Linked DNA regions of Mus musculus: region 2 is linked to region 1. Evidence: chromatin contacts called from public Hi-C data. All regions are on one chromosome and are shown on one strand. Each heading gives the region's core, a stretch centred on a gene start, on an enhancer-like site or on the middle of the called end of the contact. The rest is flanking DNA. Distances are from core to core; before and after follow the strand shown.

Region 1 (7,323 bases), core at 1,647-4,146:
ATACAGTACAGAATTCCACTTGTAATATCATTCTCTCCTACTTTTATTTCCCTTTCTCTGGTCTGATAACATAACATTTTAAAGCTAATCTTTATAAAAATGTTAATGCTGCTTAATTAAGACATTGAACTGAGCATGGGGTCTCCAATGGGCTCCCCAATGGAGGAGTTAGAGAAAGGCCTGAAGGAGCTGAAGGGGTTTGCAATCCCACAGGAAGAACAATAATATCAATGAACCAGCTGCCCCCACCCCCAGCTCCCATGGACTAAACAACCAACCAAGAAGTACACATGGAGGGACCCATGGCTCCAGCTGTATATGTAGCAGAGAATGGTCTTGTCCAGCATCAGTGGGAGGAGAGGCCCTTGGTCCTGTGAAGGTTTGATGCCCCAGTCTAGGGAGATTCGAGGGCAGGGAGGTGGGAGGGGGTGGGTGGGTGGGGGAACACCCTCAGAGAAACAGGGAGGGGAGAAGGGATAAGAGGTTTCAGGGGGAGGGGACCTGGAAAGGGGATAATATTTGAAAGTAAATAAAGAAAATATCTGAAAGAAAGAGAGAGAGAGGGAGGGAGAGAGAGAGAAAGAGAGAGAGAGGAAGGAAGGAAGGAAGGAAGGAAGGAAGGAAGGAAGGAAGGAAGGAAGGAAGGAAGGAAGGAAGGAAGGAAGGAAAGAAAAGAAAGACATTAGAGGAAAAAAAAAGACAACTGTTCTCCACCTGCCCACTCCTGTAGGCAGTCACTCTCCTCTCTGTCCACTGCTTTTATCTGGAACCATGGAAGTTAGACCTCAGGAAACCCCAAAGGTTTGCAGGTCTAATCCAGCTTGAGTCATTTGAACTGAGGGTCTTTTTTTTTTTTTTTCCTCGAGACAGGGTTTCTCTGTGTAGCCCTGGCTGTCCTGGAACTCACTCTGTAGACCAAGCTGGTCTCGAACTCAGAAATCCACCTGCCTCTGCCTCCCAGGTGCTGGGATTAAAGGCGAGCGCCACCACTGGTCTTAAGTGTGCAGTGTCTTAAACAATAGCGGCATTACTGAGAGGCAAGGCAACCAAGGCAAACATTTATCACTGATCTATTTTGATTTGGAAGTCAGTTGGGTTACCTGGAGTACCCTGAGCAACAAGAAATGATTGTTGCTCATTTCTTAAGCCCATGTGACTTAATTTATATTACACACACGCACACGCACACGCGAAGAGAGAGAAGGGTTGAAGTGAAATTTAAAAATATAGATGACATTAGGTAGGAAATGAAATAAAGAAGAGAGGGATCCATCTTGCGAGTAGAAAGGGAGGTCAATAGAGAAGGAGGAGAGACAAAGAACACTGAGAGTATTTTATAAAGCCACAAGGAAAAATATTGTTTTATATTTACTTATTGCTGCTGGATGTGTTTATGTCTTCAATTACCAAAGAAATAAATAAAAAATTTAAACAACTTAGGTGAAGCCATATAATAAATCTACATTCTTTACAGAATTAAAAGAAGACTTTAATAATTATGAAAAATATAAATCCTATGTTTTATTTATATATAAAATTTTGTATGCATAGATAGGAGAATGATTATTCTAGAATAAGATGGTGCTTGCCAAATGTGGTGATAGTGAAGTTCATTTTAACCAGTACTTACTGACTTCCTGCCAGTTACGAGCTTAGCGTTAAACTCATCACACTTCCTACCCTTCCCCACATCCTCTCAATACTGTTATTTGACGGTTTCTGGTTAATCACTACGTTTAGTTCACGCTATTGCAATTACATAAATATCAAGCTCCTTTGACTTACTGTTTCATGTTCATTAATGGTGAACTTTTTCCCACATTTAATTAGCTTCTACTTTCATATTTGCTGCAGATTTTCTAAATTTCTTCAGTTTAATCTGTCATGGACCAAATAATAACCTTTCAAAATACTCAAAATTCCCAGTTTCTTGTTTTCTCTGGCTGGTTGCTCAGAGATCTTAGATGCCCCTTTGCCATGCTTCTGTGTGGAAAAACAAAATAATAACAACAGTAACAACAACAAAAAAGAACCCTGTTCTGCTGAAGTGTGTATTTTGTCTCATCTGGAGAAAATGTAAACTAAAGGTAAAATTTTAAATCCTTACGTTTCTAAATTTGTCCACATTCTGTCCATAAAATTTCTAATAATTTGGCTCTAACAGAAACACAGACTGGACACCATCCTTTACTATCCAAAGTGCTGTTGAAAATCCAACAATATGCCTCTGTTTATGTCTCCTAATTTTTGTCCTTTTTTTTTTAACAACTTTTATCAGTTCTGAGGGAGCCTTCTCTATGTTCATTTATCTTGCTAGGCATCTGGAGCCTGTTCATTATAAAGACCCTTGACTACTTCCGGAAACTTCCTCTGAATTGCTCCTCCTATTGCTTTGTGATAACATTCTTGCCAAAACTATTTTTAATATTTTTAAGCCTCTTAGTCAAATATTTTAAACCACCTAATTTTATGACCACTAATTTTTTTTCTTATCTCCCAGTGGACATGCTTCTAAAAATGACAATATTGCACAATAGTTAAGACGTGGGTCCAATACCAGATCCTAGCTTCAGATTCCATTGCATGCCTCCAGGTGGAATAATGCTCTGCTCCCTTCTACAAGAAAGAATTCTTGGGTTGTTACTATACTCCAGGGAAACTGTTTGACTATGTATGAGCTACCAGATTACCATAACATCCAGTTGTTTATTATGAACTGACTTACCTTACAAAAACAAAAAACAAAAAAATGGAGCAGTTGCTGATCTGTCTGTGTACTGGACACTATGTGAAGATTTATGGGACTCTGGCCTGGTCAGAGCGGCTAAAGAGCTGTGCTCTCAAAAGGGAAGGAGGAGTCCATCTGGGCAAGCTGCCAAGTCTCTTCTGCAACCACAGCAGACAGCTGGGGTCAACGACTGGGCCCCTGAGTGGGAAGTGACTGTGGTGCTCGAGCAGGTTCCAGTGACAAGGGAGAGAATTTCTCTTCCCCAAAGTATTGCAGCTCTATATGACAAACACTCTCAGAAGGTCTTTGATGAAATACATCGTGTATGCTTTATTCTTTAGGGTCTTATATATTTTTTGTTCTGTGGTGGGGTCTAAAGGCAGATGCTTTCTATTGGCTTGGTCTGAGATGTTGGGGATGCCTCATCTGCAAGTGTAGGAGCTTTGAGTGCTGCCCCATATGACTGATTATTATAGTCCTCTCCATGGGGTGTCATGGTCATGTGTTCCAGGACAGGGACCTGGTCAGGAGTAGATGAAACTCCTACCATCCTTAGGTATGAGGGGTACTGGGGTTTCTTAATCCACTCAACCTTACTAAGTTTTTGTCTGGTGACACAGTTCCACTTGTCCCATAAGCAGTCGAACACCACAGACTCATAGAGGAAAATGGTACACACAGAATAAAATCCATAAAGCTTTATGAAGGCACCATGACAAACCATTCATACCAGCTTTATCTTGATCCCAGTATCCTGCCATCCTCAGCTCACAAGAACGATCAGCCTGGGGATAGACTCCTTCTTGCCTACCCCAAGAGCCATGCTTTTTGTCTTTGTTCACCTCTTATAGATTATCATTCATAGCCCTTCTCTGGTGCAGCCCTCAAAAATGGAAAGGAAATCAAATAAGTACAGTTGTTTTAAGCTAGTTTGCGTACACATTGTTATGCAGCCATAGATTACCTGTACTATCCCATCTCCACCTCCTCCAGTCCTTAGCTTTGAAGAGATTGTCTTCTAAGGCCCTAGATCATCAAACTTTATGCTCTTCCCTAAAACAGGAGGCTGGTATTTCCTCTGGGTTTATTTGTCATTGTCAGATATGTATCACCACATTCAGGATTTTTGTTACTCCTACTACTCAAATTCAGTCAGTACAGTTCTGATGACAGTATGACCCATTGCAGTATCCCAGTAGAAGTTGTGATAGTGAGGTCCCTGCAGACCAGAACGGAGCAAGTCATCTAGTAATATCTTAGTCCTGTCACAAGACAGCAACATGCTCTCCAGCGCTGTGGATGTAGCCTGATAATAGAAAAATTGCATAGCATGTACAAGGCCCTGAATTCAGTGAAATTACAGATGGAAAGGAAGGAATGGAGAGAGAGAGGAGAAAGGAAGAGAGGGAGGGAGGAAGGGAGGGAGAGAGGGAAGGAGGAGGAAGGAAGGAAGGAAGGAAGGAAGGAAGGAAGGAAGAGAGGGAGAGAGGGAGAGAGGGAGGGAGGGAGGGAGGGAGGGAGGGAGGAAGGGAGGGAGGGAGGATAAAAAAGAAAAGGAAAAGAAAAACAAGAAAAATCTGCCCCAGTAGTACAAAGCAAGCTACTTCTTCAGATGGCCTTCTACAAATACCCAATGCATAAAATTCAACAAAACAAACAAACAAACGATTAAAAGAATTTCCTGATTAAAGGTCAACAAACTCCAGCCTCATAGGGCCCTTTATGAGGGTACATCCCCCTTCACTAATACCTCATCTACAGTTTCTTTCTCATCATAATCACAGAGTTCAGTAATAATAACAGAAACAGCCTGGCTTGAAATTCTGAAATGTTTACTGTCTGACATGTTAGAAAGAAAGTTTGCCAGCACTCATTTAGATTAATATGTATGCAGCAAAGACAACTATAATGATCTACTGCATCAAGAAAAGCAATGTAAACAAGCATACAGTTAAGTCACCATTGGATCCAGTTGCACTATCCACTGTTCTCTAAGAATAAGAATCATCAGATCAGTTCTTTTGTCTTATTTTGACGTGCTTGCCTTAACAGCCACATTTGACAATTAATTGGAAGTATGGCGGGAATCAATGTACCTGTGTCTTTCTTGTCTGTAGCAAGACACTGATGTTTTGTTTTCCTCACAGGAAAAAGTAGTGGATTATTTCCTACATTGTCTTTCAAAGACCCCCCTCCTAATCCTTTCTCTCCTAACAATAATCTCTATACTAAAGCCAGTGTAGGAATGTTACCTAGTGTAAGGACATCCATTTTCACACTACACTTGAAGTCTGGTGAAAAATAAATAAGGTGAGCTCAAAGTCAGATTCAGTTTAAAACAGTGTAAAGTTCCATCAAAACTGTTACTTGCCTCTCAAGAACGACAGCTCTGAGACCAATCAAATGATCTCCTACATCCTTTGCAATTACTATAAATTACACCTGGCATCCAGGTAGCTCTCAAATTTGTAGTTGTATCTTTTTAATGTTATTTTTAGCTAAAATACAAAGGAATGGGTTTGATTGTGAGACTATCATACATATATAACATTGCATCTCACTTTTGCTGGTCTCTGCCCTCCCTCGTCCTCCATCCACCCAGTAATCCTGCTCTTGACACACACACACACACACACACACACACACACACACACACAGAGAGAGAGAGAGAGAGAGAGAGAGAAAGAGAGACAGAGACAGAGACAGAGAGACAGAGAGAGACAGAGACACAGAAAGACACACAGCGAGAGTATGTATGTGTAAAATCAATATTTTGTGTAAGAGAAAACATGCAATATTTTGTCTTTATTTCATTACCTTCTCTTGTTCTCCCCTTTCTCCTTCCTTTAAACTTATTCCTTCCCTGTCATAGTTTCCAGACTATTTTCATGTTCTATATGTATATATATTTATATAATATATTATATTTGAATCTAGACTCTTCATGTGAGAGAAAACATGGGATTTTTGTTTACCTTAAACATGTTTTACTTAACATGGTGCTCCATCCATTTTCCTGCAAATAATAAAATGCCATTCTACTTTTTAACCAAAGTAAACTCCACTGTGCATATAAAAGATATTTTCTTTATCTGTTAAACTGTTGAAAGTTGTAGCTCCTTCCCTTTCTATGTGTTCACTCTCTTTCAGAGTCCTCTAGATAGACATGGAACTTGACCAGATAGCTATAGAGCTGCCTATTTGCTTTAAGGGCCTCACGGAGTTGACTCCACTCACAAGTCCTTCTGCCATCAGCACCCAAATGCTGTCTGCCACTTCCTGAAATTTCTTGACCCTGAATTACCACAATACACATCCATTTATGTTCCATATCATCTCATGAGACATTTGTGTATTATTTTTGCCATCCAATCAATTACTTCTCTTTGAGATAACTTCTTATCATTTTATCAACTATAAAAGAATAAAGTATAAATAAAAAAATATTATCCCTATCCTGATTACTTCAAGGAACTCCTGGTCTTTCATACCCAGCTGGTATGACCAGCATTTGGACGAGACTTGCATGATCTCCACAACAATTCTTTTAATTGGCCTACTTTAGAGCAAGATGGAATCATTACCATTGAATCAAACAGGTCCTGGATATTTGGAAGGCCTAGTGATGCCACAGCCTTTGTGATAAGTCAGGGCCATACCCCATGGCCACAAGGTAATAGACTATCAGAGATTGCCCTTGTTTCTAGACCTCTCCGACAACTAGCTCATCTGCTCTGTTTTATGCTAACCATTTCTCTCTGAATTCTCCTTGTCTACTCCTTTCTTTCCTCTGCATAATGCATACTCTGTTTTCCACAAGGTTGAGCATCCTGACTTTAAGATGTGACCCTCTAGGAAGTCTTCCCTGAACATTTAACTTCACACTTATATTTTTTCTTTTATGACCAATTTCCTTCCTATGCTTAATGTTGTCTCCTTTGTGCCACCAAGATTCCCTGCAGAAAACAATTGACATACTCAAATTTGGCAATTTGAGGAGAGTTTACAAGAAGATAGCAGGAATATGGGAAAATATATACTTTGAGATACTGGATTGAATGGCTTAAAAGGAGGAGTATTAGAAGGAGCTCTGTATACAAGAAATATGACCTACAGAATTGAGTAATAAACAAATCTTCCTTGCTTCTCTATCCACTTGCAGTTCCTCTGGTCCAAGAAGCTGTTGGTCATAGTGTCAGATTTCAGAATATGAATTGGACCATGTCCATTAGAGGCTACAACCCCTGCATATTATCAAGTTTCATGCATATACTGGCAAGTCCAGGCTCCATCCATCCTCAAGCAGCAGAAAATAGAATGAGGATGGGCTTCATGGTCTTGTCTTTCTCTTTCATAGGTTTTGAGCTATATCCAGCATTATCAAAGCCCTGCCTCAGAGGAAAGTAGATACTGACTCAGATAATAAACAAGAATTTCCTGTCATCCTTTCCTGTTGTCACTGCATCACACAATTCCTGGGAATAAAAATAGCACCTCCTAGTGTTTTGTGTTGTAATATCATCAAAAGCCCACCTTTCCTGGCACATGATCACACTCTGCATGGGGCTGGCTGTGGCCAAGGCATGGTCATTGGT
Region 2 (7,323 bases), core at 2,974-5,473, 240 kb before region 1:
CTGCTTCTACATTGTGACTATATTCAGAAAAGGATTTAACTTGGCATGCTTAAGAGTAGGAAATCCTATATGTGAATATATACAGACTCCATAAGTAAAATTCTAAATACTTCCTTTGTTGAAGAAAATTATTGCTTTGGAAAGGACTCCCATGCTTTCCTTGCCTGCCACAGGGGGAAAAATATTTCTCAACTCTTCTGTCTTGACTACATCTGAAATTAACTAAAATTCAAAGAGTTGGGTACCTGTGGAAGATTTTTCTTAATTATGGCTTTTGGAATGGAAAAAACCTTTAATCTGGCTCTCTTGAGGTGATAAGATCTAGGCCACATCTTCTCATAGTAGCCTACATATATAGGGGACATTTAAGATAATAGCTCTTTCTCCTTGTCTGCTTTCCCTACCTCTGGCTAACAAGTTCATATTTTATTGGCATTAGAACTTACTTCAGAATTCTGGTATAAATTGAAGACCAGCTGAGACATACAACAACATGAACTGAACCACTATTAAATGGCCATTGTTGATCTAGTTGCACCACAACCTATTCTAATGTGAAATATTCAAATAAATCCACTTTCTATACACATGGGTTCAGCCTATCAGGTCTGTGTTCATCTAGAGAACCTTTACTAATACAACGCTGTGTGTGGATGTGTGTTCACTTCCCACTGAGGAAGATGTGCTGGCTAACAATAGTGCTCCACAGGTTTTGTTCTGTTCACTTTTTTTCTCCCAGGGTTCTCATACCTATCAGGTGAATACTAGGGGCAGTTTACCTAAATCCAGTATGAAGTACTCTACCCAAGCCAGATCAGAGTATTTTCGGGTTTACTGGGGGCAGCTCTCTGGTGGGTTCACAGATCCCAAGGAACCAGAGGATTCACTAGTTTCCAAGGAGGTCAGAGAAGTTGCTATGGGTGGGTAGAATGAGGAGGGTGGTAAGGAGAAAGAGAAAGATCAAGCAAACTGGGAGACAAAAATGAGGGGGTAGAGGGGAGTGAGGGAGGAGGAAGAGGGAGGGAGAGGAAAAAGAAGGAGGGAGCAAGGGAGAGGGAGAGACACAGAGACAGAGAAACGAAGAGACATAGAGCACAAAATGTCTGGATTATATAGGAAGAGCTTCTGGGCGGGGAAAGCCCAGCCCCTGGACTGGAAAGTTCAGGGTCAAGGCGGAGTATGCCAGCCATGCCCCATAACAGGTGGGGACTCAGGAGTGCTGTGAGAACCTGGAAGCTAGGTCAGCTTTCCTGTGTTAAATATACACATCAGCTGCTTGTCCCAGGTCTGCTTGGCCCAGCCACAAAACAAAAATCTTGTTCCCCAAAATCTCTCTTTGTTAATATCCTGGGCACCCTTCCACTTGTGGGACTGATTGACAACTCCACTGCAAGTTGAATAATGGGCTAGGCAAGCTATTTACCTTGATTGAGGGAGTAAGAAGTGCTGTGAGGGGAGCTCTGGCTGGTCAAGACCTGGGGTTCACTGCCCACAAAGAGGAGGAGCGGGCGGCTGAGCAGTGGTAGGTGGAATGCTGGAGAGGTAGGTGGCGTCCTCCCGGGGGCTAAGTTGGGAGACAGATGGGTAGGGTACTGGAGGACCCAAACTAGTGCTACTGGAATGCAAATTCCTGCAGATCTTGAAAAGGTCTTGCCCTGGACTGGAAGCCGCGGCTGAGAACGTCTCTCCACCTCCACCGGGTCCCTTAAACTCAGTCTAACCCTAGGGAAGGTGCTCAAGTCACTCAAGACCACTGGCCAATCAGAGCCTTGAGACGGACCTGCCAGTCAGAAGAAGAGGAGGGTTCTTCCGGATGCCTTGTGGCAGGTTCCGCTAAGTAGCAAGCTGGCTTTAACGTTTTTCTGTGATGTGCTCTCTGTCTTGCCACTTGATGCTGTGAAGTGCGCTCAGGCAAGCTCCGAAGTTGAGACATGGTGAGCACAGGGTCACTGACAACAACTGGGAATAGCGGGGAGCTGAGCAGCGGGAGCTGCTGTGAAGGGCGGGGTGGGAACCAGCGGCCACCTGTGAGGACCTTGCGGTCCTAGCGGCTCGCTGGACCTAGCGCTAGCCACTGAATAACTTCACTGTGGGGGCTGCATTTGCGCAGAGCATTTGGAAAAGAGGCTTGTGTGTAGAAACATCCTTGGCCTGATGCCAAATCCAGAGAGTTCTAGTTTCTACAATTTCTGTTTTTAGCATTTAACCTTAAGGTGTTTGATCCCTTTGGAGTTAATTTTGTGGAGGCTGTAAAAGGCATTTCATATGTTGGGTAGCAATCCAGAATCAAGCTGTGATGTAAAAGTGCAGGATTGATGATGTAAAGGATTTACTAATGCTTAGGAGATCGTGAGTCACACTAAGTGGAATTTAGCCTAGGGAGGACTGCCTGTAAAACACCCCACAGATAAGTAATATGCTAACCAGGGCAGTTAGAGATTAGGATACATGTGCTTGTTCACCAGGATTGTCCAGAAATATGGCTCTAAACCATAATAAAGGAAACAACCCTGATTTACAACCAGCCACTAGGCCAATCCCCATATAAAAGAGCAGGCCTCTAACAAGCTAACCAATGGAGCATTACAGGATCACAATCAACAGTAAGGCGTGGATGTGGCATGTTTTGGTTTTCTTCTTGAGAAAAGCATAATTCTGCCACATGGGCAAGATGACACCTGGTGACAACCATTTGAAAAGGAAAAAAAACAAAAAAACAAAAAAACCAAGGTTGTGTTCAGTGCTAGTCTGGGCCTTAGGCCCTGGTAGCTTTCCCTGAGGCCTTGAGGTATAGAGATAAAACAGAGCTCCTTCTCTAAAATCTGGAATGTGCTTGGGAGAGCTGGTAATGGTCTGGGACCAGGCCTTTGGAAGAGGTTGCTTCAGATTCTGAGAACACAACTCTTCCCACAATATGGGGTTTTGGTTATCAGTCCCAAGGCCACTACAGGCTTGGTCAATAATGTTTGTGAGATATACTGAGTTCCCCTTGTGCAGCACTGTTTGATTAGACTCCTGAGTGTGTCCTATTTTATGATGTTTGTGCTGACTTCATAGTTTCTTCATATGTTTCCTTCCATTTTTCCCACATAAGTAGTATACAAGATGTTATTCTTCTTAAGAGGCTTACTTAGCATAAGAAATAGTTTGTGCAAGACCTGGAGCCTCAGTTTTACATCTTCTTAAAGTTCCATGCCTCAGCAGGCTGGGAAATCTGCCAACAAACCCTGACCCATCAGCCTGGCAGGCAGGTCTCATCTTTCTGTCTCTCTGCCTTTCTGCCTCTCCCCCACGCCCCACCCCCACTTCTCTGCTTCAGAGAAGCAGGGGCAAACTTTTGCTCTGCTTTTAGAAATAGCAGATGACTCCCAACATTTCCTTTTATTTCTTCTTTGACCACAGCTACTAACAAGCTACAACTGACCTTCCTAAAACCCCCAACAACCCTCCACCCTGCCTGTCAATCCTCAAATTTATGTACCCTCCAGAAAGTTCCCAGAATTCCAGATGTCACAGCAACACAGAAATCTGTAGCTGCGAAAATCATGTTTCTGCTAGAGCATGAGGCAAATCATGGTTAGTGGCTGCAGACAGTCAGAAGCTGCCTCACATCCCACACCTGGGATTAAAATGACAACATTGGCACATTCTTATCATTATATTTCTGTGTTTTTTAAAGAAGCCAAAATTCCAGAATTATTTAAAATATCGCTACAAACCAGAATTGAATACAAGCTATTATTAAAGAGGTTGTTTTGTTTTGTTTTGTTTTTCAATTAATCTTTTAATGTATGGCTGACATACCCACCCCCTGGCTTAGGGATTGGGGTGCCCTTCTCCTAGTTGCCCTTCCTTTTGTGTAGAGCGATTTCTCCCTGGGAAGACATATTTATTATAGAACAGCTGCACCTTCACAGTTTCAGGAAAATGTTTCTGAGATAAGCTGTGTTGTCAGCTTGATCCCAATCTCTTGCTCTCCAAGGCAAAGAATGCCCTTGTTTTCCTCTTGATTAAACTTTCTAAATCCTTAAATAAGAGGAATATATCACAACAGAGTTTTAAACTGATTCATTTGAGTCATGTAATTAACTGTCCACTGCAGCAACAGGAAAAAACGTTTGCATTTGGAGCATGGCTTCTGCGTTCAGATCAGAACAGGAGGGACAGTTTACTGTGTGCACTACAGGATAAAACAGGGTGAGCAATAGCTGAATCACTGACTGAAGTTTAAGGGAGTCATCTGCAGGGGTCCCCTTCCTTTGTGAAGAAAGACCCGATTCAGACAGGGTGGTGCTTTTGTAATTTCGAAGCATGTATTAATTCATGGATATAAATGAAAACATACCAGATTGGTGGGTGTACAATTTGGAGAGTATTGTGTTGAGCCAATGAATATTGAATTCCAATTAGGGGACTGTCCTATGGAGATACGTACGGTCTTTGTTGACATAGTTAAGTGAGTGCAGAGGGTTGAGACACCAGGCCTTTGGCTGTGGCTATGTGTGTCAGGTTACAGGTCTCAGCAGGTAATATAGAACAAGGAAGTCACAGTCAAACAGTATCTTATTAATGCTGTGGACCTGGCTGTCAAGTTCTCCCAGCATCCCTCCCTCCCTACCTGTCACAGGGTATGGCTGACATACCCACCCTCTAGCTTAGGGATTGGGGTGCCCCTTCTCCTAGTTGCCCTTCCTTATGTAATTCAACCATTTTGGGTACCTGGTCTTTTTCGTCTGTTGTGTACCTTCCTGGCCTCTTAGTCTGGCTCCCCCTTCTCCCTTTCACCCTTTCTTCAGAAGGCTCACGGTCAGGTCTATTCTGGACTCTCCCAGATGCCCCTGCCCTGGCTATGCTCTCCCTTTTATCGATAATAAACATTCTACTCCACCATACCTAGGAGCAGCCATGTCCTTTCCTTTTTTTGTTTCTTTTTTTTCATTCACCTCCCATTTACTGTTCCTTGATTTCAACTTCATAGCCACCTTTTGCTTCAGTTGTTGTTTCTGTTTGAGTGTGACTGGAATTTGGCTGTAGGACTTCTGAGCTGTGAAGCAAAGGGATGACTGCACTGAACATTGAATGTGTGATGGAATGCACATCCAAAGGACCTTGGAGGATGAACAGGTACCCTGGGAGAGTGAAAGACTCTACTAAAACCCAAATTTACCATATTTGGGCCCTGTCTGCCCCTAGGCTGAAAGAGCAGAACCAGGAAGGCCTGTGCTGTCCGAATCATTTAATCTCTAATCTACCAATAAGGCAGCTGCTACTGTCCTGAGGCCCAGCTGGGTGGTCAAAGCTAATGAGGGGCTCTGGGCAAGCTAGCAATCAGGAGGAGCACCAGTGGGAGTTAGCTCCATATTCTTCTCTGATACAGTTCATCAGAGAGCTGTGAGAGAGGCCACAAGCCATGCCATGATGATTGCGGCAGCCACTGGGAAGAGCAGGTCAACTAATCTATCAGTGCCCAATCTGATTGGACTTGAATGGACTGTGAACCAGAGTGTGGTTCTATTAGTATATGTGGTGACCCAGACAGAGGGTCTTAGCCTCTGAGCCTGCCTGAGTATGGAATCCCTGGGGGAGCAAAGGAGAGGAGGCCCTACAGTTCTTGCCATAGTGTTGCTTATAATATCACTGCTCAGTGTGCAAACACAAGCCTTGCTTTTGGTGTGCAGTGCAAAGATAGGTTTCAAAACTGAAGGTCTGTTTTCTAAAAGTTCTGAACATTGCATTGCAAATTCAGTTTTCTATGATAGAGTTTACAAATAGTTTAGAAACTGGAAGAGAGGAAGTGATGATCATCCTTCACTATCACCAGTCACAATGGCGTGATTCATGGAAATTCAGTTCCAGGGTTCTAAAGGAGTTCCTAAGATGCAGAGGTGTATCAAGTGTGCAGGTAGGTAGTGCAGATTCGACATCATGTGCCATAATCCATGTGGCAGGAAGCATACATTAAATTAATTCTTCAACATTGAATTGTGTTTGAGCTCAGTGGGGCAGGGTTTGAGTGAGATCACAAGGAGACATGGGGCGCTGCTGAGCCAAAGCCCACCTTTCTGATCACCTCCATGCAGAGAGACCTGTAGAGCATAGGGCCTCACATGGGGTCAATAGTGGCTGGAGGGTCAGAAATTTTAACAGTTTTAGGGGTCACTTTGAGTTATTTTGTGGGAGTTGTAAAGTCTGTGTTTATTTAATTTGTTTACACATTCAATCATAGATAATATTGGTCAAGTTTACATTTTTCCTGCCTGAGTTTCCTTGGATCTTTCGAGTAAAACTTGCCTATAATTTGGGGCTTATGTTCTTGGCTTTTTTTCTGCATCCCCTTACTGTTTCACAAATATTGTAAACTTTTTGGTTGTTGTAGTTCTGTGATAAGTATGGATGGAATTCACATTGTGCCAAAATGTGAACTATTCTTCATAATCCTATTGACAAATCTGAGGGATTTTTCACATGGTAAATAGCTCTGGAATCTGATTTCATGTTATATATTTTTAGGAGTTTTCTTTAGATTGTTTTGAATCTACATTGCAAATTTAACATGCCCAACATCCTTTTTTCTTTTTTTTTTTTAAACATCTCTTTAATGGTGTTGTTTAGAGTTATATAAATGGGTAAAGATATTCTACATAAGTATTCATTTAGCAAACTATACTAAGTGTCTGAAGCTGAAAATGATGGGAATAATGTACAAATCTATAGAAAGGGGACTTTAGTGACACAGAATACATTGTTAGGGTCACATAAACAATATCTTACTAAGTATGACTTAATTCAGAAAACAAAAAGAGTAAAACTAAAACATGGTTCAGAATTGAACATTGAATCTGGATGTGACATGGGATTGTGTATTAGCAATAAACTCTGATAGCAGTAGATTGAGATTTTCCACAGATACCAGCCAAAATTAGTTAAAACCATGTTATGTTATATTTGATGTAAAATTGCACATATTTAATATATGTGTTCTGATACATTTTAATATAATAACTATACCCAAGGAACCCCACTGTACCAAGTTCTCAAGAAAATGACAGAATTGCCATGGAACCTAGCAATCTTAATCAGTGTGTTTTCCATGCACTTAAAATTAGTTTTAAGAAGTACCAGAATTCTCATGTTCATTGCAATTGTATTCATGGTGGTCTAACTATGAGAATAACTCAATGTTCATTTGTTGAAGACAAGCTGGGTGCCTCAAGGGGACATTGTGCTAAAGGAAAGAAGACAATAGCAGTGGTTAAAGGATTATGCACTTGTAAAGACTCTCACAGTCTGTGTTGCATTTGGTCATAAAACAGCATGTAATTG

Evidence for each region. A called contact is a pair of places that touch in the nucleus more often than the background predicts.
Region 2: a contact with region 1 is called in a Hi-C map of uterus, with 2.2 times the contacts expected there. The contact joins two enhancer-like sites. A contact is called at or near these places in 7 of 484 Hi-C or Micro-C datasets (B cells, CD8 T cells, bone marrow-derived macrophages and 3 more) and 7 of 115 datasets of contacts at active chromatin or transcription factors (effector CD8 T cells, embryonic stem cells, memory CD8 T cells and 1 more).

What each region holds. Positions count from the first base shown.
Region 1 is chr9:124,033,509-124,040,831 of GRCm38.p6, reverse strand. No RefSeq gene overlaps it. Among named protein-coding and RNA genes, the nearest start is that of Ccr3, 15 kb to the right of the region's middle. Within about 2 kb of position 2,896, at least 92 of the 459 cell types and tissues checked have an H3K27ac peak or open chromatin away from gene starts, as enhancers often do. A contact at or near this core is called in uterus, where this site is marked.
Region 2 is chr9:124,276,686-124,284,008 of GRCm38.p6, reverse strand. It overlaps Gm39469 (zinc finger protein 431-like), which reads left to right and starts at 592. Exons shown (of 5, transcript XM_011249869.2): 1 at 592-1,934. The coding sequence starts at 1,932. Within about 2 kb of position 4,223, at least 36 of the 459 cell types and tissues checked have an H3K27ac peak or open chromatin away from gene starts, as enhancers often do. A contact at or near this core is called in uterus, where this site is marked.